Regions from separate parts of the Mus musculus genome. Here all the other regions are linked to region 1. The links are chromatin contacts, called in public HiChIP or PLAC-seq and promoter capture Hi-C maps. All regions are on one chromosome and are shown on one strand. The core of a region is the stretch at or near the end of the contact, and the rest is flanking DNA. Distances in the headings are between cores, read along the strand shown. Region 1 holds the start of Krt8 (keratin 8). Region 2 has its middle 18 kb from the start of Krt83. Region 3 holds the start of Prr13 (proline rich 13). Region 4 holds the start of Krt75 (keratin 75). Region 5 holds the start of Myg1 (melanocyte proliferating gene 1).

What was found. Promoter capture Hi-C pulls out the DNA fragments that hold promoters and counts their contacts. HiChIP or PLAC-seq counts read pairs in DNA pulled down with a chosen protein or histone mark.
Region 2: a contact with region 1 is called in an H3K27ac HiChIP or PLAC-seq map of trophoblast stem cells, with 5 times the contacts expected there. The contact joins the enhancer-like site here to the promoter of Krt8 in region 1. A contact is called at or near these places in 7 of 39 promoter capture datasets (the 3T3-L1 cell line, 3T3-L1-derived adipocytes, the C10 cell line and 3 more), 1 of 15 datasets of contacts at CTCF or cohesin (the NIH/3T3 cell line), 1 of 484 Hi-C or Micro-C datasets (bone marrow-derived macrophages), 5 of 115 datasets of contacts at active chromatin or transcription factors (embryonic stem cells, epiblast stem cells, pancreatic cancer cells and 1 more) and 2 of 9 other capture datasets (embryonic stem cells and macrophages).
Region 3: a contact with region 1 is called in an HNF4G HiChIP or PLAC-seq map of pancreatic cancer cells. The contact joins the promoter of Prr13 here to the promoter of Krt8 in region 1.
Region 4: a promoter capture Hi-C map of second pharyngeal arch cranial neural crest shows a contact between it and region 1, with 4 times the contacts expected there. The contact joins the promoter of Krt75 here to the promoter of Krt8 in region 1. A contact is called at or near these places in 9 of 39 promoter capture datasets (3T3-L1-derived adipocytes, the C10 cell line, the HPC-7 cell line and 6 more) and 3 of 9 other capture datasets (adipose tissue, embryonic stem cells and liver).
Region 5: an HNF4G HiChIP or PLAC-seq map of pancreatic cancer cells shows a contact between it and region 1. The contact joins the promoter of Myg1 here to the promoter of Krt8 in region 1. A contact is called at or near these places in 1 of 39 promoter capture datasets (liver), 1 of 115 datasets of contacts at active chromatin or transcription factors (pancreatic cancer cells) and 1 of 9 other capture datasets (liver).

What each region holds. Positions count from the first base shown.
Region 1 is chr15:102,003,049-102,005,619 of GRCm38.p6, forward strand. It overlaps Krt8 (keratin 8), which reads right to left and starts at 1,294. Exons shown (of 9, transcript NM_031170.2): 1 at 850-1,294. The coding sequence starts at 1,191.
Region 2 is chr15:101,507,896-101,510,466 of GRCm38.p6, forward strand. No RefSeq gene overlaps it. Among named protein-coding and RNA genes, the nearest start is that of Krt83, 18 kb to the left of the region's middle. Within about 2 kb of position 1,291, at least 6 of the 459 cell types and tissues checked have an H3K27ac peak or open chromatin away from gene starts, as enhancers often do. A contact at or near this core is called in trophoblast stem cells, where this site is marked.
Region 3 is chr15:102,457,868-102,460,438 of GRCm38.p6, forward strand. It overlaps Prr13 (proline rich 13), which reads left to right and starts at 1,303. Exons shown (of 4, transcript NM_001170911.1): 1 at 1,303-1,388; 2 at 2,241-2,279; 3 at 2,503-2,571. The coding sequence starts at 2,261.
Region 4 is chr15:101,572,626-101,575,196 of GRCm38.p6, forward strand. It overlaps Krt75 (keratin 75), which reads right to left and starts at 1,279. Exons shown (of 9, transcript NM_133357.3): 1 at 706-1,279; 2 at 1-211. The coding sequence starts at 1,206.
Region 5 is chr15:102,330,410-102,332,980 of GRCm38.p6, forward strand. Myg1 (melanocyte proliferating gene 1) reads left to right here and starts at 1,300. Exons shown (of 7, transcript NM_021713.2): 1 at 1,300-1,544; 2 at 1,681-1,793. The coding sequence starts at 1,332. It overlaps Pfdn5 (prefoldin 5), which reads left to right. Exons shown (of 6, transcript NM_027044.3): 6 at 864-1,081. The coding sequence ends at 940.

The DNA of each region.
Region 1 (2,571 bases), core at 44-2,543:
AGGGCCAATCGTCCCGGGGCCACGAAGGCCACTGTGCCACAGGACTGCAAAACCTGGCCTGGCTTTCGGCTTGCAAAGGAACCAGGCAGTTGGGGCGGAGCCACCGTAGAAAGAGTGAAAGGGGTACAAGGGCCAAGCTCGCAGAGGGGCGTGGGTAGGCCGACGCTATCTGAGGCCATAAACTCCGGTCTTAACAGGTCGTGAAACAGGAGCGGAGTGTCCAACGCCCGCAGACTTTGAATCTCGCACGGGCCTTCCCGAGGCGGAGCCCTGAGACTCACCCTCCCCTCCACCCCACCCCACTCCTGGTGGAAGGGCAGACCCAAGACCTCCGCCCTGGCTCTACAGCGGCCCCGCCCACTGGAGCAGGGCAGGGGCCGAGCAGTGACTCAGCCTGGAGCCCCCACTCTCTAGCCTTGGGCACCAAAGACCTCCATATGCGTTTGTCGGGTTCAATCAAGACACCTGAAACCTTCTAAAATCCTTACACCGCCCTCCATTATTTAACAGGAAGATAGAAAAATACACAATGCACGGGGCACCATGAGGAAACCTTGGGGCAGTTGGGGGCGGGGGGGCGAGGGGGCGTCCCCGCCACCAGAGAGCAAAGCCACAGGGAAGGGACCAGGCCCTCCAGTGAATGGGAAGGTGCTCCAAGATTTAGTCACAAGCACTTCAGACCCTCTGGGCCCAAGCCAAAGGGTATGAGAGAAGTAGAAGAGAGTGTGGCCAGAATGGGTGGGTCCCAACAGGAGCTCATGGGGGGTGCGAGGAGAGATGTACGCATCTCTGTGTCAGCAGAAGAAAGAGCGAGCGCAGGACGGTTAGTCGGGAAGAGAGGGGTCTCACCTTGTCAATGAAGGAGGCGAACTTGTTGTTCAGGGATTTAATCTGCTCCTTCTCCTGAGTGCGCACAGCCTGGATGTTGGGGTCCACCTCCAGCTTCAAGGGGCTCAACAGGCTCTGGTTCACCGTGACGGCTGTGATGCCCCCGACACCAGCCCCGCCAAAGCCGCCCAGACCCACGCCGGTGCCCATGCTTCCCCGGAAGCTGCTGCTGCTGCTGCCCACCCGGGAAAAGCTGGAAGAGCTGATGCGGGCACCGGGTCCACTCGTGAACGAGCGGCTGCTGAAGGCCCGGGGACCGGAGGTGGACATCTTGTAGGATTTCTGAGTCACCCTGATGGACATGGTGAAGTCTGGAGCGAAGGCAGTGAGCTGAAGACGGAGGTTCGAGAGCGAGCTAAGCAGCTGCTTCTAGACGGTGGGACAGCGCCCAGCGAAGGCCCTTTATAAAAGAAGAGGCCAGCCCCAGGGGAGGGAAAAGGGCCTCTTACCTGAGTGGCTAGACACTAGAGGGCAGGGCCTAACCCAACGTCTGCAACCTCCAGACGGGACTCAGGTGAGGGCAGCAGAGAGCTGTTCCCACCCGGGATCCCTCTCCAGCCCCACCCTAAAAATCCAGGAGAGAGCAATTGATCCCTGTGAAGGCAGGAAGTGAGCCTGGGATCTCTGACCTAAGCTGTCTTATCTCCTGCCCTCCTGTGAGAACTACTTGGGCTGAAAGGGTTCCCAGGCATTTTAGTTTAAAACACTGGGTCTCAACTCAACACAGGCAAGCTACTAGAACTCACTAGAAGTTGAAACTCAAGGAAGGTCGGAAGGGCCCTTCCTCGGGAGTCACGTAACAGATATGCTGTAGGTTCTCCACCAGTGGGTTGCAATCCCTCTAGGGATAGAGCTATGTTTTCCCAGAGGTGACATATCAAATATCCTGTGGTTCAGAATCTTGGGGGGGGGGGGTCACAACCCCTTTGGGGGTATAAGTACCCTGAAGCCTAACCAAAGCCGGCACCGGCCTTTACCAGCCAGCACTAGGACTGAGGGTGTGCCTCATCCACCACATCTCTGGCTGGTCTCTCCTAATACCTCCAAGAGACCTCCTTTAGGTGGAGCTGGCCAGGCTGACCAGCAGGGCCCTTTCGTTCCCAAGCTCCTGTTTGCTTTGTCTGCCCAGGTTACAGCTAACACCACTACCCCACCCCGCTACCTGTGCAGCATCCTGCACCCATAGGCTGGCAAAGGGGGGTGGGAAGGTAGGTAGATATTTGAGGAATGAATGAAACACAGGCTTCTAGCTGTCTTCTCTCTTGTGCAAGGTAAAGAGAAATCAAACGCAGCTCTTCTCTCTGGACACAGCACAGTATTCTCCTTTCCTACCCAGACCCGAGAGAATTCCCCAGACCAGACAGAGGCCTCGAGGAATAACAAAGACTGAGGGACAGAGGCCAAGGCAGAAAAGGGAGACCCCAGAGAATAGAGGCACAGGGGCTTTGTTGCAATCGCTTCTTTGGAGACACCTTCCCCAGGCTGCCAGGGCAGTGACTCATGGTGCCTTGGAACGGGATGGCCCTGCTGGTGGTGACTCATTCTCCAGCCACCTGGACCCTTCTCCTCTGCCCCCGGCCCCAGGCTGGCCAGATGTGATGAGGATAGTACCCTGTCTCCCTGCACCTGTCTCTCTGAACTCATTATCCCATTATCAGAGTGAGTCAGGAGAACAAGCTGGGG
Region 2 (2,571 bases), core at 41-2,540, 500 kb before region 1:
GTCTGTTATTGAACAGAAACCTTCAGCCTGAATGTGGCCAAGTCTGTTGGGTCTTCCTTTAAGGGCTTCTAAGGAGGAGCTCCACAGTATTAGTGATGTCTTCTGTGTAGGAACTCCACGGGATTAGAGATGTCCTCTGTGTTGCAGGAACTCCACAGTGTTTGTGACGTTCTCTGCCTTTCTCCCACAACTAGATTGACACCACCTCCTCTCACACTCGGATCATTGAGATCACTGGTCAATTTTGAACTTTATTTTTTTGTACATACATCAAAGAAGTTTCTAATTTATTTTTTCTGCATGAAATAAGGAAAAGACAGCGTGGCCCTGGACTTGTGATGCCACAATACTGACTTTGCATACATTCCTGACTCAGTTTCCACCTTCTTCTCGACCTCGATGGAAGATTTATCACATGTCATAGAGGAGCTAAAGACTTGTGGGAAAGGGCCCCACTGTCGTGTGGCTCATATGCAGTCTTCATGGAGGAAGTGGGGAGATGCGGCGGCCAGCTGGTGTCCATTGCAGGCAGGCTCTTCCTCCAGCATGCTGGACTCCGTGGGTCACAGGTTGAGACCCAGAACAGAAGCATCTGTAATTTGTACTTGGCCCTTCCCAGCGGATAACTAGACAAGTCACAGCTGCTCTGAGTCTTTCTCTTCTCTGCAGAGTGGAGACAACCGTGCATGTCCTGACAAGCCTGCAGAGTCAGTCTGAAGGTGAATAACATAACATTTGTAAACCTCGTAAATAAACGTTGGCATACAGATATACAGCAATGCCACTAATTACTGTCAGGGCTACCCCAGTGTTAACATTTCTTCCCTCTGCTGGCTCACATGTGAAATCAAATAAATTTTATAATAAAGTGTCACAAAAATAAAGGAAAAGAGGCCTAGACGTGGTGATACCCACCTATAATCCCAGCACTCTGCCTCCCAAGTGCTGGGATTAGAGGTGTGTACCACCACACAGCTAAAGGTGACCATTTTACGTGTCAGGGAATAATGTGACCAAGGACATTGACAACCCACAGGGAATCCCCAATCCTTTCCAAACCCCTTCCCGCCTCTCTCCCCAGTGCTGTAAGCTGGAGGCCCAGCAGCAGGGTGATGATTCTGGGTTACACAACTTCTGTTATGAAGAGATTTCTTGTAGAGAACTTTTTGGGGCTGCTTGGCAGGAATCTGACCTTGAGCCATGACAAGGAAGTAAGCTCAGGCAGGAATCTAATTTTAGGCTAGAACAAAGAAGTAGACTTCAGGCATGAATGTGACTTTGGGCCAGGACAGGGAAGTAGGCTCAGATATCTTGATTATCCTGATAAGCCCTTAGAAACATCGATCTCCGGAGTGACCCTGGGACTTTATTGCCTTGCTTGTTCTTTGACTATTTCTGTTTGTTGTACTGCTTGCCCTTATTAATGGCATGTAATTAAAATGGTATAAAAGCAGATTGGGGAAGAAATAAACCCACCTCAGCCTCAGAACTGGCTGGGGTCATACTACAATGTTGTCAATGTTGTCTAATTGTCTTTTTTTTCTTTTTAATCCTCACTCCTGTGCTGGAGAACCTGTTGGCTGACTGAGTTGGCTTGCTCAATTTCGGATCTTTTGTCTCTGTCCACAGGTATGAGCCATTCCAAGGGTAGTGGAATGTCTGTGAGGACCTCGGTTCCCCCATCTCTCGTGGCCCAGAGGACGTGGTCATCAGTACTGGTGTCCAGTGCTCTTCCTCTGATTCGGTCCACTGGCACAAAGTAGAACGGTCCTCTGAGAGGGAGTGAGGATGACTATAGGAATGATATAAAAAGATGCAAGAGACAGACGGGGAGGACTGCAGGTCGTTACCACATCAGCCCTTAGTGTATTTTCTATAGCCTTCTTATATTACAGTACTGTGGGAATCAATGCTACAAGCTGACAGAAACAATTTTGCTGAAATAGACACATTTGTTCTCACCCAAAAACCTCTGTTCCATCCACCAAGGCCTATAAAATCTTCAGCCTCTCACCTTGAGCCTCAAGTGTACCCCTCCAGAGTCAGCTCTGACCACCTGCTGTCTACTTCTGCTGTTTAGCCTCAGCTCCTAGTTCCCCAGACTGCTCTAGGGCTCAGGGGAAGGAGAGAAGAGCTCCCAGTGTGGGTGGAGTGCATAGGACACAGAGCAACAGAGACCGGAGGAGAGGAACAGAAGGAGGAGGCACCAGAAACCAGGGCTGAAGAGCAGGTAGGGGGCAAACGTCTCCAGTGGGAGTGGGCAGGAAAAGGCCCTAGGGACGGCACCAGAGGAATATGGCTTGTTTATTAATCACTCTCCAATAAGCAGTCAAGTTCTGCAGCTTTGTGTGTGTGCATGTGCATGTGTGCACCACTGGGGCTGCAGGGAAGCAGTTTGCTTTTCCTGTGAGACAGGATTCCATGCCTGGAGACCTCAGCTATCCAGACATCAGGATGGGAAGTCTGGCTGTGGAGAACCAGAAAAGTTGGCCTACTGCTGGGGTGGCACCACATTTGGAGGAGGCCCGTGTGACTCCTCTCCTTTGCCACACTGGAGTAAATGTTGGTGGG
Region 3 (2,571 bases), core at 53-2,552, 450 kb after region 1:
AAGGTCCAGGCCTTGTGTGGCTTGTGGGAAAGTCCTTGATTTATTCATCATTTTATCTATGAACAGGGTCTCATGTAGCGCAGGATGACCTAAAACTCTCTGTGTTGCCAAGGGTGACCTTGAACTCAGGATCCTGTAAGCCCTATCTGCAAAGTGCTGGGGTTAGCTGGGCTTGGTGGCCCACACCTTTAACCCTAGCACTCGGGAGGCAGAGGCAGGTGGATTTCTGAGTTCGAGGCCAGCCTGGTCTACAAAGTGAGTTCCAGGACAGCCAGGGCTATACAGAGAAACTCTGTCTCGAAAAACCAAAAAAAAAAAATTCTGAGAGTTGTGGCTTGCTTTTGTTTTTCTAGCACCCGAGAGAGAGAGAGAGAGAGAGAGAGAGAGAGAGAGAGAGAGATATGGGATGACTGCTTTTCATCCAAAGTCAACCCAAGTCATACTGGTAGATTGTCTCAAAAACATCAAAACCAAAAATGAATTCACTTAGTTACCCAGAACAATGACATGAAACTATAACTGCACCATCTGCTGAACACATTGAAACCCTGTCTCTTATCTTTCTACAAAAAAAGAACCACAGGCTGTGGTTCTAGCAGCTGGCAACATTGAAGCCCAGGGCTGGGACTCAGCAGAACTTCCTCCTTTTGTTCTCTGAGGCCTTTTTTTGTTTGTTTGTTTTTGTTGTTATTTTCCGAGTCAGAGACAGGGCTGGTCTGTGTGGCTCTGGCTGTCTTGGAACTCACTATGCAGACCATGCTGGTTTCAAACTCAGAGATTCACCTGCCTCTGCCTCCTGAGTTCAGGGACTAAAGGTGTTGTGCCATCATGACAGAGCTCTCTCTGAGGTTTTATGTAGGGTTCCCTAAGAAGCTAATATTGTCTTTAAATTCTGATTCTCTTCCTCCATTTCCAAAATGCTAGGTTACAGACAAGTCTACCCATCAAGCAGGCACTTGGTGCACATACACTGAGGCAAAACACTCATACACATTAAAAAAAAAAATCTTAAAATTTAAGCAAAACAACAACAAAAAAAAACAGTGAGAGTTTATCTCGTTGGCTCAGGTCCTTGCTTGGAGCTGACCCCGCCTCGGTCCCGCCCTAAGGAGCATTTCCGCTGCGTCTCCGTATTTCACCTGTATGTATTTCACAACGCAATGTTTTCTCCCTAAGGCTCCGCCTGGCGGCCAGCGCAACGGTTTCCTCCTTGTTTAGTTGGACCACAGCGATTGACAAGTCAGTTCTCCAATCATCGTGTCAAAGTGATCACATAATTATTAACTAGGTCACAGGGGCGGTGCGGAAGTATAGAATGAATAGGAGTGACCAGGAAGTGCGAACCCAGACTGAGAAGGAGGACAGGAGCGGGCTGGCGATCTGGGAAGGTGACAGGGCATCTGGCCTCCCAAATTCCATCTCTCCTCTTAGCTGGGCCAGGGATCCATTTATTCCTGAGAACTAAGAACTCCATTTGCTCTTTGGGGGTTGTGTGTGTGTTCTAAGAGTTTTGGGACCTGGAGTGTCTTTCTTGATATTCAGGATGGGATTATTTGTTTGTTTATTTATTTATTTTTATTTATTTGTTTATTTTAGCTTCACTTCAGGGGTGCCCCCGGGGCGAGCAGGGAGTTTAGGTCCCATCTCACACTACGGATGCTTAAAGGCCTCCGGTCCCTTTCCAGGGAGAGGGAAATGAGACTTCTCCATCCAGGTGAGATAGTGAAAGTGGGAGGGGCCCTGGGAAGAGAGTTCCTGTGATTTAAATCCTGGGCTAGAGTAGGCTATGAGGATGCGGGAAAGAAAAAGGGAACTTTTTTTTTTGTTTTGTTTTTGTTTGTTTGTTTGTTTTTGTTATTTCGAGACAGGGTTTCTCTGTATAGCTCCAGCTGTCCTGGAACTTACTTTGTAGACCAGGCTGGCCTCATTCGCCTGCCTCTGCCTCCCAAGTGCTGGTATTAAAGGTGTGCACCCCCACGCCCAGCAGGGAACTTTTTTTCATTTCCTTTTGTTTTGGGTTTGACACAGGGTAGCTCTAGCTGTCCTGTAACTCTTTTTCGACCAGGCTGGTCTGGAACTCAGAGATCCACCTGCCTCTGTTTCCAGAGTGCAGCCCATTTTTAAGTGGAGGTTTATCTGTGAGAGTCTTGGTAGGGTGGAGGCTGTAGGGTGGGGCTCGGGTTCTCGAAAATCCTCCTCCCTTCCTGGAACCTTCAGACTTTGCCTGGTTTACTTCCTAGGCTTGAGCTAACATCTCGACATGTGGAATCCTAATGCTGGTAAGTTCCTGGGGGCTCTCCTCTGACCTGCCCCAGCCCATTTTGCAATGAAACAGGAAGTTTCTATCTATCCCCGCAGCCCCAAGCAAAAGCAAAGCCACCGGACCACTGCTAGTTACCAAGTTCTGCCTTTCCATAAGGCTTAAGAACGGTAGTGATTTGTATTATGTGTTGATAGAGGTTCCGGACAGTTCTAATCTTTATTCTCGGATTCTTCTTCCAGGACCGAATCCATATCCACCCCAAGTTGTGTGCCCAGGAGGTTCCAATCCTGCCTGTCCACCACCTCTCA
Region 4 (2,571 bases), core at 29-2,528, 430 kb before region 1:
CTTTGAAGTCTTCTACAACCTCCTGCATGTTCCTCAGTTCAGCATCCAGTCTGCCTCTTTCAGCTGTGATGCCATCCAGCTGCCGGCGGAGGTCATTGACATATGTATCGAAGAAAGGCTCCAGGTTCTGTCTGACTGTCCTAGAGCCCTGCTCCTGCAGGAGATTCCACTTGGTCTCCAGGACCTTGTTCTGCTGCTCCAGGAAGCGTACCTACAGGGGAGCAGAGAGAATGAGCCTCACTTGAGAAGCCGGGGAGGCAGAAACAGGCACACCTGCTAACAAAGGAGACAAGCACAAAGGGGCTTTTACGCCGTGATCGATCAGCGGCTATGTTATGATAAATCCACCTCCAAATGAGAAAGCCCATGGAAGTACCCTAGAGACTCTAGGATTTTAATGGACTGGACATGGGGACCAACATAGCAGGAGTCACGGAGTCTGGGTTGAGTTTCTCAATGCTGATACTTTGGTAGTAGCATAGTTAGAACCCCTCTTTCTGGAGGGGGACTCCCAGAGAGGAGAAGGAAGCATCTCTAAGAGTCCTGTGGGCCAGATGGCCTGACTTGAGAATGTCCATGGATGGCACTGGTTGAGCAAAGTTCTCCTGGGGACCCTTCCCCCATTGTTGCTATCTCCAGAGATGAGCCACCCCCACCTAGTGACTCCATGCACTGGGAACTTGGATGGGTGAGCACAGGTCCCACCTTGTCAATGAAGGAGGCGAACTTGTTGTTCAGAGTCTTGATCTGCTCCCGTTCTTCTTTCCGCACCCGCTGGATAGTGGGGTCGATTTGCAGGTTGAGGGGAGTCAGGAGGCTCTGGTTGACAGTAACTTCCTGAATGCCTCCAGAGGGACAGACAGAGAAGCCAGGGCCACCAAAGCCCCCTCCAATGCCACCTCCATAAGCAAAGCCACTGCTGCCCCCAAAGCCACTGCTAGTCCTGCCACCAAAGCCACCCCTGAAGCCACTGCCAGCACAGCCACCAATGGAGACCCGCCGGGTCCCCCCTAGGTTGTAGAGGCTGCGGCTTCCAAAGCCAGAACCAATACCACTGATCCTGCCCAGTCCCCCACTGTTTCCTGAGGAGCGGGCCACAGACACGGAGCTGAAGCGGGAGCGTCCAGCCGTAGGTGTGGTGGCTGAGGCTGTGCTGAAGCCCCTGCGGCTGCCGGAGTGGAAGGTGATGGTGGATTGCCGGGACATGATGGGCGAAGAAGGCAGCACAGGAGCTCCGAGGTAGATTCGTAGATTCGTGAAGGGGATAGAGAAGCCAGGCGGTTAGGGAGGTGCAGGTCCTTAGACTTTTATGGGCCTCCCCCAAAGGGCGGAGCTTGATTAATGAAGGGGCCCCTGCTGATGGCATCCCCTAGGCATCTGCCAGCCCTGAGCTCACCCTGAGTACCCCGCAGAAAATGGCATTAAAAAAAAAGCCACCGGTTGGTTGGTTTGCTGCCTCCCTCTCCCCCTCCCCCACGTGGAAACTTCTTTCTAGTTGTAACTTGATCAGCAGACCAGTGAGAATAAACTTAATTGCTTTCAGTCATGTCCTAACCATGCATCTTCTAATGGACTCAAAAACACTGCCTCATTTTTGAACCGCTTTCTTAGGCGCAGGACCAACTCCCTCCAGTCCAAACATCTTGTGTCAACACAAGCGGCTGCAACACTGTCTCCTGTTCCTTCCCGTGTTTCTTATGCTGGAGCATTTTCTCAGCAGCTTCTCCAGCCTATAAGGCTGGTCCTCCAGGTTGGTGTTCATCTTCCTTAGGCTTCCACACAACATGAATGGCCCTTTAATTTTGCTCCAAATCATTCATGCCTGCTGGGTATCATGTGATTTCCTGTAGCACTTGTGTCGATATGCACACACATGGATGCCATGTCTGTGCCCATCTTTGCCTTTGAAGGCTGTTTGTCACTCTGTCGTCTGTGGACAGGAGTGGGAACAGAAACACTTGGGTTTGGATTCCAACCCCTCCAGTGGCTGGTCCAGTAGTGCACTGGGCAGTGGGTCCTTGTACTGATGATACAACTTTTCTGAGGCTCAGTGTGTGTCTGCGGAATGAGTTTATGGAGAGTATTCGCATATGAAAACTGCTTTCACAGTGCTTCAGCCATATAAATGCAGAGGATAGGTCCACTGTGTCAGTCTTCGGCAGATAAGACAGGTATTCATGAATGACTGGCCACATGTTCATCCTTGAGTGAGTCCTGTGAGGGTTTGGAAGAAATGTAACACACATTCTTGATTTTTATCAGTAAGCTCAGGGTCCTGTTGGGAAGGCAAAACTGAAGCATGCTGGGTAACTTTGAACAAAATGGTATACATAGTAACACTATCTTTGAGGCTATCTTCTGGAAGTCTCCCAGACTATTCGGTTCTGAAGACCTGTATCCTTATTCTTATCCAATTCTTATTTCTCTCATCAGAGCAGCTCCAAGTGATAGTTACTGGAGAAGCCGTTGTTATTATTATTAGTGTGTGTGTGTGTGTGTGTGTGTGTGTGTGTGTGTGTGTCTGCTGCACACACACGATAGCACATGTGTGGTGATCAAATGGCAATTTTC
Region 5 (2,571 bases), core at 50-2,549, 330 kb after region 1:
GCCAGCCTAGTTGAATTGGTGAGGCTCAATAAAGACCCTGTCTCAAGGGGTAGGCAGAGAACGACAAAGCACAACAAGACGCCTCATGTTCTCCGTTGGTCTCCTCCACACATCACATATGCCTAGTGGTGGACACATGCCCACACCCCATACAAGTATGAAGGAAGAATATGGATTGTAGCATGAGACTTGAGGACATCTCCTCCAGGTTAAAACCATGTCTCTGTGGGAGGCAGATCTCAGTGAGTTTGAGGACAGCCAGGACTATGTAAAGAGCCTGTCTCAAAACAAGCAACAACGTGAAAGATGTTTCTGTTTCTCTTTGATATCTGGCGTGTTATTATCTAGATTCTGAAAGTGATGTAACGTATGTAAGTGTTTGAATGACTGAGAAGAAAGATTCCTGTTAATGATTCGGGATGAAATGGCTGTAAATAAGCTGGGCGTGGTGGCACGCACGCCTTTAATCCCGGTACTCGGGAGGCAGAGGCAGGCAGATTTCTGATTTCCAGACTGGTCTACAGAGTGAGTTCCAGGACAGCCGGGCCTATACAGAGAAACCCTGTCTGAAAAACCGTAAAAAAAAAAAGAAGAAAAGAAAATAGCCTAGATTCTATAGCCAGTCTACTTGGCGCAGCCTCCTGATTTATTTTTTGAGTGGTGTTAGGGATTGAATATGGCCTCCAGTCTGACAGTCTTTTCTGCTTATGGTTAACATTTTGTTTATTTTTACATTCCAGTGGTTAGCATACTGACAACCCTGTAGACTCTAAGTCTGTGTGTTTGTGTCCCCCACAGTTTAACGGCAGTGTTCTTAGCCCTGGGTTCTCACTAGGCTGTGACTGCTCCTTCTTTTCTTGTAGCTGTCATGGAAATGATGAGCCAGAAGATTCAGCAGCTCACAGCCCTGGGGGCAGCGCAGGCCACGGTCAAAGCCTGAGAGTGCACTGCAGAAATGAAGCAGAGTGAGGGACCCTTCTTCAAGGGGCCTGGGACTTTTTCCGGCAATGGCCTCCTGGGAAAGTGGCCTGGGAAGAGAGTGTTTTGTGTTTAATGTTAATAAATGTGACCGCTGCGCAAATGGGGTGGTCTATTCTTGCATTAAACAAGGGCCTGGTGCTGAACTGGGAGTGCCCAGGAGGTGTACTTTTGCCAAGAGCCCCCTAGCCACACGGCCTTATAGAGGTTCCAACCAGAGGTTTGGGGACCTGTAAAAAGGTTTTGCGCTAAGTAGTGCACAGTGTTGTTGCCATGGGGACGGATGGCGGGCGGAAGTGAAGCTGTGCCTGACACTTCCTCTTCCGGGTCGACCTTCCCTTGGAGGGAACTATATGGGTAGACGTTTCCTGCGTGGTATCTTAACATTGCCGCTCCGGTCAGTTCTCCAAGCCCAGCACCGCATGCTTGGCTCAGAGCAGGATCCGCCCGCTAAAAGACCTCGCAACAACCTCATGGCACCGCCCCGAATCGGGACGCACAACGGCACCTTCCACTGCGATGAAGCTCTGGCTTGCGCGTTGCTCCGCCTCCTGCCCGAGTACGCGGTACGGACCTGCGAACCTAACCCGGTCCCCTCTGATGCTGCAATGGCCTGAGAACCGCCTTCCCCGAGACGCACGCCCTGGAAACCCAACTTTAATCCTGACTCCTACCTGACAGCCCCTTCCTCTGTGCCTGCAGAACGCAGAGATTGTGCGGACTCGGGATCCTGAAAAGTTGGCTTCGTGTGACATCGTGGTGGATGTGGGCGGTGAGTACAACCCCCAGAGTCACCGTTATGATCATCACCAGAGGTGAGTTCACACTCGCTGCCTGTTCTCTTGACTTTCTTGATTTAGCTTTAGTGCTCCAATCCCACCACCCACTGCCCAAGTTCATGACAGCAAAGACCACTGCCTCCTCATCGTTGAAGTCAAGCAATTTATCGCTCTGGGAATTAAAGCTCGCTTCGAGCCTGCTCCTTGGCCTGGAACCTCCCTCAGGTCCCTCCCGCCATAACTTTTTTTCACACTGGCAGTTTTCCATTCACTTGTCCTTGCCACAAGCTGCTGGATCCTTCTAGTTCAAGGATAATCTACTGAGGTGGCCTTTTGCTTTGTTTTTATTCTACTTTAAGAGTAGGGGTGTCTTGTCTGCATTCATGTCTGTACATCAAATGCATTGGTGTCCAAGGAGGACGGAAAAAAGGTATCAGGATCCCCTGGAATTGGAGTTAAAGAAGTCATGAGACACCGCGTGGATGCAGGGAATTGAACCTGCCTCCTCTGCAAGAGCAGCCAGCTCTTTTAGCCATCTCCAGCCCCATGATGGTTAGTTATCAGTTTGATAAAATTTCGATTCTAGAATCACCTGGGAATCGGTCCGTTGAGGGGGTATCCAGATGGGGTTGGCCGTGTTTGTAGGGTGTCTTTGATTGCCCTGTAAGGCCCTGCCCACTGTGGGAGGCACTAATCCCTGGGCTGTGTGAGCGAAGGAAGATGGCCAAGCACTAGCAGCCTGCATGCACTTGTCTCTCTGCTCTTGTCTGGGTGAGATGTGACTCCCCATTCTAAGTTTCTCCCACCTTCCCCT